Linked DNA regions of Mus musculus: region 2 is linked to region 1. A link is a contact called in public Micro-C data. All regions are on one chromosome and are shown on one strand. The core of a region is the stretch at or near the end of the contact, and the rest is flanking DNA. Distances in the headings are between cores, read along the strand shown.

Region 1 (6,181 bases), core at 2,475-4,974:
TAACGGATGCTGGGGTGGGGGGTGGGGTGGGGGAGGCCATCTGAGTCATGCCCCTGCCTCAGAGCATGATTACTTTGCCACAGGAAGGTGAAGAGACAAGCAGTCCATGAAGAAGGTGCCCCTGGTGTGTGAGGTTTCTGTTTGGCTGAGGCTGTGCCATCCAGAAGCCAATGTGGCATTTAAATGAACAAATACATAATAATAATAATAATAATAATAATAATAATAATAATAATAATAATGATAATACACCCAGAGGTCCTCATTTCCAGTTCTCCCCAGCCACACGTTGGCTGCTACTGGGCTGGACAGTACAGATATAGAACACTTTCATCATCACTGTAAGTTCCACTAGATAGCACTGGCCCAAGACATCCATCAGGACAAAAATAGTCAGCTAGATGCTCTGCCCATTCCGTGTCCTGTCTTGTTTCCCAGCCAACAGGCAGCCTCCTGCTCTTTGCTGCAGTGCTAGGCTTGGGGGAGAATCAGAATCTGGCTGCTCATTGTCCCCCCCTCCCCAATCCACCCAAATGTAAGCTGTGTTTCAGACTCCCCAAGTCTCACTGCTTTCCAGCTGCAGATGGGTGCTATTTAGCTCAGCTGCCCTGTGTGGGTGCATTTGCATATAGAGAGAAAGAGGAGGGGCTCTGGGTAGAGGCTGTGGAGTGTCCCCTGGCCTTCCTACTGGCTCACAGCAGCATCTGCCTGGCCCCAGGCTCACTCCTGAAGATCCCATTTTCTTTTTCACTGTGGTCAGCAATAGAGGGAGTGTCCAGGGGTTCTAGCAACCAGGATGATGAGCTGACTTTTCAAGAGAAAACAAACATCGACAGCTGTATCCTTAGGTGGGGGGAGGGCCAGAGGGCTCTCTTAATTTCATAAAGTTTAAATATAAATTTTGAAACAAGAGAATTTGCTCACTGGGAATGTTTTAAGTATGTTTGGCAGAGCATACCATAAACTTTATGACATATACATATATGTCATATGCATATGTATATACGTATACAGTGTCTAATTGAGATTTTTCTCTGAAGGTAGAAAAATGCCATGGATTTAAAAGACAGCAAGTGAAAGAAAGTTGATGATTTCATTGTCATTCTTTGGGTACATGTGGAGATGATAATATTTTCTGGTACGCTCTGTTAAAATACACCAGTAAAATACATTTCCTCTGCTTCTTCTTAACCTTGAAAATTTTTGGCTGCTAGAAAAAAAAGTATGAAAATTGTGGTCCCTGGAAAATGAAACGTTATGTATGTGGTTTGTATTATATTTTGGTTGGATGTGCTAGTCTAAAGACTCCTGAAGGAGACACGCCTTTAGAGGGGACAGAGAGATGTTCCCCATGGAAGCCCTGATGGACAGAGCTTAGAGAGCAAATAACTAGATCCTATATAAATTCACAGATTGGTAGAGGTATCATATGAGGCCCTGTTCTGAGTACAGTTTCATTGAAGGCCTTTAGACTTGGCAGGGAAAGGCCGTTGATCTGACAGTTTAGGTTGAAGGCTAAAGTGTAAGATAAACTATTTGGTTGAGCCTAAAGGCTCAGCTGGTAGACCCTACTGGGAAGATAGGCTTGCGTTATCTGCTTCCTTCCCCAACAACCCCAAAGGAAAGAGCTTCCTCAGCCTCTGGGGCAAGTTAGCATGAGTCTTGGCATAGCCTCTGAGTAACCCGAACCCCTAAAACCTCTCAGCCAAAGGCAGGCCTGCTGAAAACCCGAGGCATACCCCAGTATGTTCACAAGGCGTTCCTGAGGCTTCCTCTATCAGCTTTCCTGATGGATGGTCTCCCCTTCTTTCTGATGTAGAAACCCCGTAGTTACTTCTGTCAGTCCACTCTACCTCAGGTCTCATTATGCAGTTTGCCAGCCCCAGGGGAGACCTATGCCATTAGAGACAGGCTACCACAGGCAGTAGACCACGGACTGAAGTACTATGTTCTCCAGAGAGGCAGGAAGCATGGACAACCACAGGGCTGCAAAGACCTGCCTGCCACATTAGGAGAACTCCTTGTGTTCAGGAAATGAGGTTTGGCCCATAGACACGGAGGCTGTGCTGAATGCCGTCCCTTCAAACCCTCCTTGCTCACTTTCTCTGGCCAAACCACTGGCCTGAGCCAGCTGTCTGGGAGACTGTGTAGAAAAGGGGACGGAAGAAGCCATTCCTCCAAGAGGGTATTGGAGTTCCCACTTTTAGGTCACTTTGATACTTCTCTGGCCCACAGAATAGAGCACCCCTAAGTGGAGGGGTTTCCTCTTTGCTTTCAGAACACCTACCACTGGAAGGTAGCATTTGGCAATGTTGGCCAAGGTTGCAAGGTTAGACCAGGCCTAGGCAAGAGCCCTAGTGACTAGTGAAGGAGCCAGAAATAGCAGAAATAGCAGGGCAGAGTGCCTCAGCCCCTAGGGAGAAGCCAAGTTCAAGTCCTGACAACCACAGATCTTGTCTTGGGCAAGTGGCTTACTGTTTTAGGTCTCAATGTCTTTATCTGTAAAGTGGGGCCCTTGACCATGAGGGTAGCCCTGGGTTTACTTCCAGCTTTAAGGTTCTTTGGACACTATCCAGACAATTCCTGGAGAGTTGCTAGGACACAGCTAAGACATGTGGCCAGGCAGAAAAGGCCACTTCTCCATACAAACAAATGTCTAGTTACTCATCTGGATTTATGTTTTATAAGAAATGGGAAGCAGACATATGCATCACAGTCCTCGGTTATTTGCCTGTTTCTGCAGACATGTGACTAATCTTATTGCCTTGAATAGTCTACCCAGTTAGAAATGTAATGGTAGCCTTTGAGAATTGCTAGTTTTCACCTAATTGGCAAAAGTGCAAACTTACAATGGAACAAAACCCCTCCCACTTGCTAGCTGTGGCTCCTGGTAACCATCCCCTCGCTTCTTGGCTCCTAAGGGGTGCCCCTTGTTCATACTTGATTATATACAGAGTTCCTCCACCTTCTGAACGTTGTGGCTCTGGAGGGTATAATCCCTTCTTTCAATTTTCATTTTTCTCCACATTAAATACTTCAAGGTTTCATAGGCATGGGCTGCTTGGGTGCAAAGTAAAACTTTTTTTTTTTTTTTTTTTTTTTTTGGTAAATCTTTCCGTCCCTCTTGCTCCTCCTCCCTGAATTAAGAAAGCGGGACCCGGTCAGCAGGGAATCTTGCTTCCGTGTCCTCCGTTCTAACCAGCTCCGTGACCTCTGGCTGGGGGATCAGCTTGGCCCTGCCCGTGCAGCTGCAGGTGGCTGCTTGCTTAAAGCGAGAGGGCAAAGGCGGAACTGCTCAGATTTAAAACTCCGCCCTCAGTTGGGGCGTGGACATGAGGGAGGGGTTAGGGGAGCGGAGGAGAGGCTACCGAAGTCCGTGGGGGCGTGGGGGAAAGGGACTTGGAAAGAAAAGCAGCTTCATTGGGCCAGCTGTGCTGTCTCCTCTAAGCCTTGCTGACACAGCAGAAAGATGGGGGCAAAGGCAAGAAACGTTAAAGCCATCCCTCTCGCCCAACTCCCGTTTTGGTTGGCTTCGGCATAGCCCTCACTCACAGACTTGCTTCAGAGGAGGGCGTGCGGCGGGAAAGTCATCTGGCTCCTTCAATTTTTCATAACCTTGTTCAATCCAGACATGAATTTGGCCAAAAAGTCTTAGTCTGGGTTAACTTCAGCGTGGCATTTGGACTAGGCTTGGAGCTGAAGCCAGGTCGATGGAGACCAAAGCCGCCCAAGAAGCAAAGGCCGAATTCATTTTCATTTACATAATGTACCCCTCCCCTTGGTTTCCCAGAAGCACATTTTTTTTTTATGTTGCTCTTTGCCTTATTTCTCAATGACAGGATTGACATTCACAGCCCTCTGCTCTCCACATCTCAGATTTTGCGTTTCTGCTAGCTCAGGAGACACTCCCCAGATTCTCCGGTATGTTAGGCTCCCACCGCTGAAAGCACATTTTCTAGAGAATGCCCTCAACACATTTTAGGCCTTCCTTGATCCATCGAGGCTCATCTTTCTTGGTCCTAGAAACCCCTGTGTCCCTAGTCCCCTTAGCCTCACACACACTGCCTTCTGTATCTATCGCTGGCCCCTGAACTGGCCAAAAGAAAATGCAGGGCCAGGCGCGCTCCAAGCCCTGGACATCTAGGCGACTCCCTCTCCAGTTGCCAAGCAACGCAACCAGCAAAACCCCAGGCTCCGCCTGCCTGCGTACACCTCCCTCTCCCGAAGCTTTGGCTGCCAGCCACCTCTCCTTCGCTCCTCACTTCTCAATCTAGAAACTCACTGTACTGGGGGGTGGGGGTGTTACATAATATAATAATATGAATATATAATATATATTTTTGGTTGCATACCAAATATAAATACAACATATGTATATTATAGCTTCCAACTGCGGGAGAAGAGGATTGTCCAAGCTCACACTACTCAGATTTCAGTGGTGGGGGAGGGGGCCTAGGGAGCAAGAATTTCTCCTAAAGGACCCAGAAGACAATCTCCTCTCTTCATTATCCATTTTCCTTTCTTTAAGAATGACGTCATCTTTAGCTTTTTTTTGGGGGGGGGGTGGGCATCCAAATAATGGCTCGAAGGATCTTCTCCGAGAGCCGGCTCCCATTCGGGAGGAAGGTATTAACCTTTGCCACTGTGGTCGGCAGCCAGGGTGCAATTGTAGGCTGTTAGGCACCTGCCTGACGCGGGCTGGGGTTGGAGTGAGGGCGAGGAGAGGGTGTTGCTTCTGGTTGCTTCGGCTGCAGAGAATTCTAAAGCGATCTGGCGCGGGACAAAAATATGGTTCGTACGTGTGTGCATGTATGCGTGCACGCGCGCGTGTGCACTGGGTCCACTTGGGAAGTAGGATGCTGCCTCTTTGCTGGTCCAGCATCTGCGTGAGTGAGTGCGCACAGAGCTCACTCCTTTTATTCCTAGCTACTCCCTATCTACCGCTTGGCTGGGCAAATAAAAGTGGGGCGAGGATACTGCGGAGTCATAACTTGCGCAATTCGGCTGTGATGGGATTGCTAGCCAACCTTTTTGTCTCCAAGCCAGGTGATGGATTCCTACGGCTTCAGCAGGCAAAAATGTAATAGAAATAACCTAAAAAATCGGTCTCTGGGGGCTTCCGCGGTTTGTATGCCCCCAACCCCCTCATTATGCAACTTCTCACGATAGCTCAAACTTGCAATTTCCGGGGAGAGAGGCTGAGCTCACGCAAGCTCTGCTATCTACTGATGGGCACTCACGTACCCTCCTACGTGGTGGAATCCATAGGTCTTTAGCTTGCGTTCAGAAAAATTACAAACCTCCTCACGTTGGAGTAATGGAGGACGACAGGTGGTGAGAAGGGCTTTATCTTTGTAAGGAACCGCACCAAATAAACATTTAGCTAAGTCTTAACATCTCTCCTAGCTCAGATTTTGTGCATTGTTGGTTAAGCTTAAATATTTATAATATATAAATATAAAAATAATTTGATAAAAATATATAATCAGGTAACTCCCCCAAGAAACCTAGCTCGAGGCAAAACTGTTTTGATTGAACAAGAAGCTCTGTCAATCATTTAAACCACAGACTCCAGGCACGGAGAATTTGGAGGCGGGGCAAGAGGGGGCGGGGCAAACGGAGGGGTGGCTCCCAGAGCGTGGTCTTCCTGTCTCCGCCCCTTGAGTTTTGCATTCTGTGTTTCCAGGGCCCCTCACGCACTTAGCCACACTCACTTTTAGTCTGGTTTAAGTGATGGGTGGAGGGTGGGGCTGCTGGGGGTGGGGGTGGAGTGAGGAGAGAGGGAAGGGAGATGGAGAGGGCCAGCATCCAGTGGGAACTTGAGGATGTCTTCACCCCCACATCCCTCTTCACCTCTCAAACCTGTGTCCATCTTTTTATCTTAACTAAAATCTGAATTTAGGAGGGGAAAAAAAACCATTAGATTCAGGGACGAACATTCAGCACAGAACACCAAACTCTTTCAGCTCATACCCCACGCCCTACCCCAGCCCTCCCGAAGTATTCTTTCTCTTCCTGGGAGGAAAAAAGAGAGACGTTTTACAGTCTAATATGTTTCATCGATCATAATCAATCATATCAATTCAAAAGCAGCAAGTGTACGTGTGGGTGAGCTCTCAATACCTCCACCCAAAAGACATTAGTTGTCAAGTGGGGGGGGGGGATGTACGCGCGTACGCGC
Region 2 (6,181 bases), core at 2,599-5,098, 610 kb after region 1:
TTTAGCAAAATCTGGACAGGTATTGAGATAGGGAGATGCAGATGCCATTTCTTGTTGTGCATAAGAATGTAGAAGGTATTAAACTTAAGCATTGGCCATAAGAAAAAATTGAAATATCAGACTTATGTTTCTTTAATTTCTATGTAGTGTAATAATTACTGTCATTTGTCCAAATTGGGGTCTCATTCTTTGTTCCATGTATTAGTACGTCCCTTTGGGTGGGATGTTGTCTTGTAAAGAAGTGTTGGCTTTTCAGATCACTCTGATCCCTTTATTATTTGTAATAGTTTTACTCTATGGTTTCATACTGCCTGTTTTTGCCTTGACTTCTCCATGTAGAGAATTTGTGTATCCATAAGTAGAGGGTCCAAGAGAAGGGGCCCAAATGCAGACAGTAAAGTCCATAGAAGTTATCCCATCATTCTTTCTAGAAGCAAGAAATAGAAAGAAGGGAGGGAGAGGGGAGAGGGAGAGAGGGACGGAGGGACAGAGGGAGGGAAGGAGGGAGAGAGAGAGAAAAAGAGAGGAGAGGAGAGGAGAGGAGAGGAGAGGAGAGGAGAGGAGAGGAGAGGAGAGGAGAGGAGAGGAGAGGAGAGGAGAGGAGAGGAGAGGAGAGGAGAGGAGAAAAGAGGAGGGAGAGAGGGGGTGGTGGTGGCTGGATATCCTGTCTGGAATATAGTTGGCAAGCATGTAATTCTTATTCACTGAACCTCATGACCTTGGCTAGTACCCACATCTAAACTGCATCTGTGCCATCCAAATTGCTAATTTGCTGCTGGGCTGGCTGCAGAGGGAGCAGGTAGGAATTAAAGGACGGAAGGGGAAAAAATTACCCCAAACTGCAAAAGTTAGGTTTTCTGCCAGGTGGCACCCAAATCAGCTCCACTTGATACTTTGAAGTCTCCAGCCAAAGAGTTCCAAATCTGTAAGATTTACCCCGCTGTTTCCAAAAACAAAAATTGACCCTGCTCTTTGAGTCAGTCTCAGTGGCATTTCAGGATGACAGATGAGGGAAGCAGCAAATGAGTTATGAGATGGCCTGTACCTCCTTTGTAAGCCTTTGTTATGGTTGGCTCATGGAAATGCTGAAGGATTTCTCTCTCTCTCTCTCTCTCTCTCTCTCTCTCTCTCTCTCTCTCTCCTCCTCCTCCTCCTCCTCCTCCTCCTCTCTCTTTATGTGCGTTCAGGCACACATGTAGTCATGTGTGTGTGTGTGTGTGTGTGTGTGTGTGTGTGTGTGTGTGTGTGTGTGTATACACATGAGTATGTACGCTTATACAGACATATATATGTATTAATATACATATATATATGCACACATATATGCACCCGTGTTTATTTGCTTTTTAAACCTTAATCTGCCTTCCACCGTCTGTTTCTCCCTTTCAAATCATCTGCTGAGCCCTTCCCTGTGTGTAACAAAACTCTCCCTAGAACAGCAATCGCTAATTTGACTGTTCTAGTCTGCATCCTGTTAACTCCGTAGCTGAAGTATGACAATTACACTCGCAGACTGAGCAGACCAGAGTGGCAACGGTGAAGGTGGAATTCTGAATGTGTCTTCAAAGTGACGCCTGATAATAGAAATGGTTATATCTAGAAGGGAACCAATCTGACCTTGCATCATTATAGGACCACTCAATCTTAGGGTGCCCCCTGTGCTGGCTGCTTGGATCTCTGAGTCTGCTACCTTATCACATGTCAAACTCCTTCCCCTAGGCTTGCATCCCCTTTCTCCTGTGTTTCTGACTTACTATCTGAACCTAAAAGGTTTTATTTTCTTTTGTGCTTGACTATTAATTAATGTCAACAATGTAAACTTCACTTTCTCGAAGTATCCAGCAAACAATAAGAAAAATGGTGATTGTCGGGAGGTGAACAGTGGGAGAAAAGGGGATAATCAAAGATGACTTGGAAGTCTTTGAACAACTGAGAAAAGAAGCTCATTGCTTCCTCTGTGTTCCCATATCCTTTTCTTAATACCAAAACAAGACTACAGTTGAAGTCCAGATGTGCACATCTTTCCCTAGATATGATGTTTCTTAACTTTCAGATGATAATGACAGTTATGTGTCCCAGTCAGTGTAGAGAAACCACTCACCTATCACCCTATACACACACATTCTGTATTAAAAGTATGTAAATTCTGACTGTAATCAAGAGTAACCTTACTCTGTGTACCATTTCTACAGAGGGAGGCACACTTCTCTTGTATTACCAGGAAAGTATAATCTACCCTTCTTTCCTTTCTTTGTTACACAAAGGGAAGACTTAAACTCAGTGACTTAATTTTGGAAGCACAGTTTAAGAATTTTCAAGGAAAAAAAAAACATGCATTGAAAGCTTCAAAAGTAAACCCAGTACTGGAGAGACAGAGGCAGGCAGATTTCTGAGGAGGCCAGCCTCTTCTACAGAGTTCCAGGACAGCCAGGGTTATACAGAGAAACGCTGTCTGGAAAAAAAAGTAAATTTAAATACACACACACACACCAATGCTCGGTCTCATAATAGTATACTTGCCAATGATGTTTGTAGACTAAATTTTTGGAGTGCCCTTTTTCTTAGGACAAAATGAATACCATTTATCCACTACCAGACAAAGCCTAAGTCACTTTCAACTCAAGCAAATCTTTTCACTTTCAACTTCAGTAGGAAAACTTTACTGGGAACACATGGTGTATATTTATGAGGGCCAGAACACTCAACAAACCATGTCATTATAGTTCATCATTAACTCAAGAATTGAATTAATCCATAGCTGCAATCAAGTCCAATTTGGGCCCGAGCCTCCTGGTAGCTAATACAAAACAAAACAGAACCAGCTAGAAAATACAAATTATTATAAGGAAGGAGGCACAGCATTTTGAAAGATCAACAGTGTAATATTTGGGGTATTGAAGGCAGAGAAAGATCTGGTAACAGCCACCAGCAGCAAAGACTGCAACATTCCACAGGGTGTGTTCTTCACCCCAAATCAAGGGCATCATATAAAAGCACAATTCAGTAAAACGACAGAGCAAAGCAAACTTTAAAGGATGCATCCTGATCCAAGGATGAAGAGAGGAGACCTAGTATGTGCTGTGTGATACAGCAACTTTGAACCATGGGTGATCTAAAATGTGAGTAGCCTCCTTAGGGGAGTAGATTGTAAGCATAAAACCTGAAATGAATTCTGATGCTTTTGTACAATAACCAAAAGGAGGGAACATTAGATAAATGTTGAAATGAGGGTATATTAGATGTGTTGGGCTAAATAAAACATTAACTTCTCTTGATTGCTTTATTTTTTTTTATACTTTTTATGTGCCCACCAGAAGATTCTAAATAATACATCTGGCTTGTGGTTGGGTCATTCAAGGATGATGTCACCACTGGATAACAGCAGCTCTAGAGCAGTGTTCTTGCCCATTCTCCTTGGATTGATTTTCTCCCTCCCTGCCTAGCATCCACATCTGTGACCAGAAGGACCTAATGTCCTTCTCCTAGGGTTAAATGCACTGGCCCATGTGAAATGCTTAGCACAGTGTCTCACATCTTGGAGTCCGGCATATCTTCCTATGTCCATAAACCTTCCTTGGGAGCTGAAAACGAGGACATTCTAACTCCTAAAACTGTCTGCTTATCAGGCTAGCCAGTCTACCTATAATAAACCCACTGTTCCCAGAGGCCCAGGCTGGTTTCTCTACTTTAAAGAAGTTCAGTGCCCTGTGGTTCGAGTGTCTTGGGACTGGCAACTCCAGCCCTTGTGGAATAACCAACAAAATGATGTTTAGGGGATGCTGTTTATAGAAGACAGGAGTCGCACCCCACTCAAGGCCTTTGTTTAAAATTCTTTCTGTAACCACATGACGCTCTGTTTGGGTTTGGTCCTCTCATTAAATAAATATCTGGAGACTCTTCATGAATCATCACAGATATGTGTGACCAAGGTTTGTAAAATAATGGCCCTTACTCTAAGATTAAACATGGTAGATTCCCAAACCATCTCTTAGATGCTCAAGAAGTTGAGGTACAACTCTTTCCAACCAGGCAAAGGGAAAGAAAAGGTGCTATCATTTCCTACAGGATTGCTGCTCACAAGCTTGCTATACAGTCTCCTTGGGGATCAGTGAGAAGGCCCAAGGCAAAGACCAAGACACTAAGCTATGTAAAAACAGAACTGAGAGGACAAAGGCCATCTCATTAACCTGAGACGTACTCAAACTCAGTTCAATACTTGGACCACACATGTGCCAATGGCTTCTGAATAGGGTTGAAATGATAATTTGGTATTTTGTTTTAGTGAACTGCTGACAATGTAGGAGTATTTATGGATCTAAGTTTTATCCTCAGCAAGTGTAAGTCACCCTCAGGGTTTCCTTATGAAAGAAAAGAGACAGAACTAGGAAAGACAATCCTTGTAGTTTGAAGTCTTTTTTCTAATCAACAGACGTTAACTTTTAGAGTAGTTTCCTCTGTGTGTGTGTGTGTGTGTGTGTGTGTGTGTGTGTGCGTGTGTGTGTGTGTGTGTGTGTGTGTGTGTATGTGTGTGTGTAAGGGGAGAACAGAAGATGCAGAGAATCCCCACATAGTGTATGTGTGCAACACATACACACACACACAAGGGAGGGAGGTCAGACAGGGAGAGATCTACTTTTGCTTCTTGGGCAGCACTCAAGTGATGTGCTGGCTACAATCATGGTGGTAATATTGATGTTTTCCACTTCACTAATGTCCACAGCTTGGATTAGAGTTTGTTTTCTGGTTTTTTGAAAATGCACACTGTTACTTTCCTACCCTGATGGTGGCACTTGAATCAGCTCCACTATTCTCAGGTAATTTTGTTTTCTCTTCACCAGCCCCTGGCAACCATGTAGTTTTTTATGACTCTGCATTTCTCCCTGTTCCACAGTGTCTACAATTGGAAGTGTATAGTATACAGCCTAGTTAGACTGGCCTAACAAAATCTGCTAAAGGCCCCTCTGTGGCCTTTTTTAAAGCATGAAGAAAGCAGTGCATCTCATGAGGGACTGAGAGCAGAGAAAGAACTCCTTTTAAAGGCTCTATGGTTGGTTTCGGTGCCTAGTATCAGAATGACATAAAGGACAAAATTGCAGGAAGAGGCCCAAAGATAAGAACAATCATGCTTGTATGAGCAGGAGAGCTTGAACACACACACATGTGCACACACATGCATACACATATGCATTTGCATACAAACATACACAATTATAGGATCACACACTCAGACATTAGCACACTCCCATATTCACACCCAAGGACATAATCCTAAACTTACAACTCACACATACATTCACACAGAAACATGCTCACAGATCCATGCTTACCTTCACACACACACACACACACACACACACACACACACACACACATCTTAAATTCGCAAACACACTCACCTACATACATTTGCTCAAATGCCCTCACATTCACACTCACACATGATTGCACATCTAGACATGCACACTCTGAAAGCCATATGCACACAAAACTCTGAATTGCTCATACTCATATATGCACTCAAATACACACAATCTCACAATTATACATACACATGCACAGACTCATGCTCTCACATGCATGCACTCACACACATGTTCACAAAAGTACCACACACTTTCACAAAGTACACACACACACACATACTATCACACCTACTGTGGTGGTTTGAATATGCTTGGCCCATGGATTGGCATGATTAGGAGGTGTTGCCTTGTTGGAGTAAGTGTGGCCTTGTTAGAATAGGTGTGGCCTTGTTGGAGTAGGTGTGGCCTTTTTGGAGGTAGTGTGTCAGTGCTGGAGTAGGCTTTGAGACCCTACTTCTAGCTGCCTGACAAGTTAGTTTTCTCCTACATCAAATGAAGATAGAACTCTCAGCTCCTCCTGCACCATGCTTGCCTGGATGCTGCCATGCTCCTGCCTTGATGGTAATGGACTGATCCTCTGAACCTGTAAGCCAGCCCTTATTAAATGTTGCCCATATAATAGTTGCCTTGGTCACGGCATCTGTTCACAGCAGTAAAACCCTAAGACACTCCCTTATAGATGATCACATGAGCATACATACCCACATGCTTGCTCACACACATATACACAATCACTCACTTATACACACTCATGTTTGCATCTTGCACATTTACCTGCACTCGCACACCATGATAAATCTAGTGGTAGTGGTGTCTGA

What was found. Hi-C and Micro-C count contacts between places; a contact is called where the count stands out from the background.
Region 2: a Micro-C map of granulosa cells shows a contact between it and region 1, with 3 times the contacts expected there. The contact joins two enhancer-like sites. A contact is called at or near these places in 12 of 39 promoter capture datasets (the 3T3-L1 cell line, the C10 cell line, the HPC-7 cell line and 8 more), 1 of 15 datasets of contacts at CTCF or cohesin (pro-B cells), 8 of 484 Hi-C or Micro-C datasets (the G1E-ER4 cell line, the Patski cell line, adipose-derived mesenchymal stem cells and 5 more), 13 of 115 datasets of contacts at active chromatin or transcription factors (astrocytes, cardiomyocytes, craniofacial prominence and 7 more) and 1 of 9 other capture datasets (embryonic stem cells).

What each region holds. Positions count from the first base shown.
Region 1 is chr1:72,867,052-72,873,232 of GRCm38.p6, forward strand. All of the region lies in intron 1 of Igfbp5 (insulin-like growth factor binding protein 5), which reads right to left. Among named protein-coding and RNA genes, the nearest start is that of Igfbp5, 4.7 kb to the right of the region's middle. Within about 2 kb of position 3,725, at least 194 of the 459 cell types and tissues checked have an H3K27ac peak or open chromatin away from gene starts, as enhancers often do. A contact at or near this core is called in granulosa cells, where this site is marked.
Region 2 is chr1:73,481,348-73,487,528 of GRCm38.p6, forward strand. No RefSeq gene overlaps it. Among named protein-coding and RNA genes, the nearest start is that of C530043A13Rik, 46 kb to the right of the region's middle. Within about 2 kb of position 3,849, at least 1 of the 459 cell types and tissues checked has an H3K27ac peak or open chromatin away from gene starts, as enhancers often do. A contact at or near this core is called in granulosa cells, where this site is marked.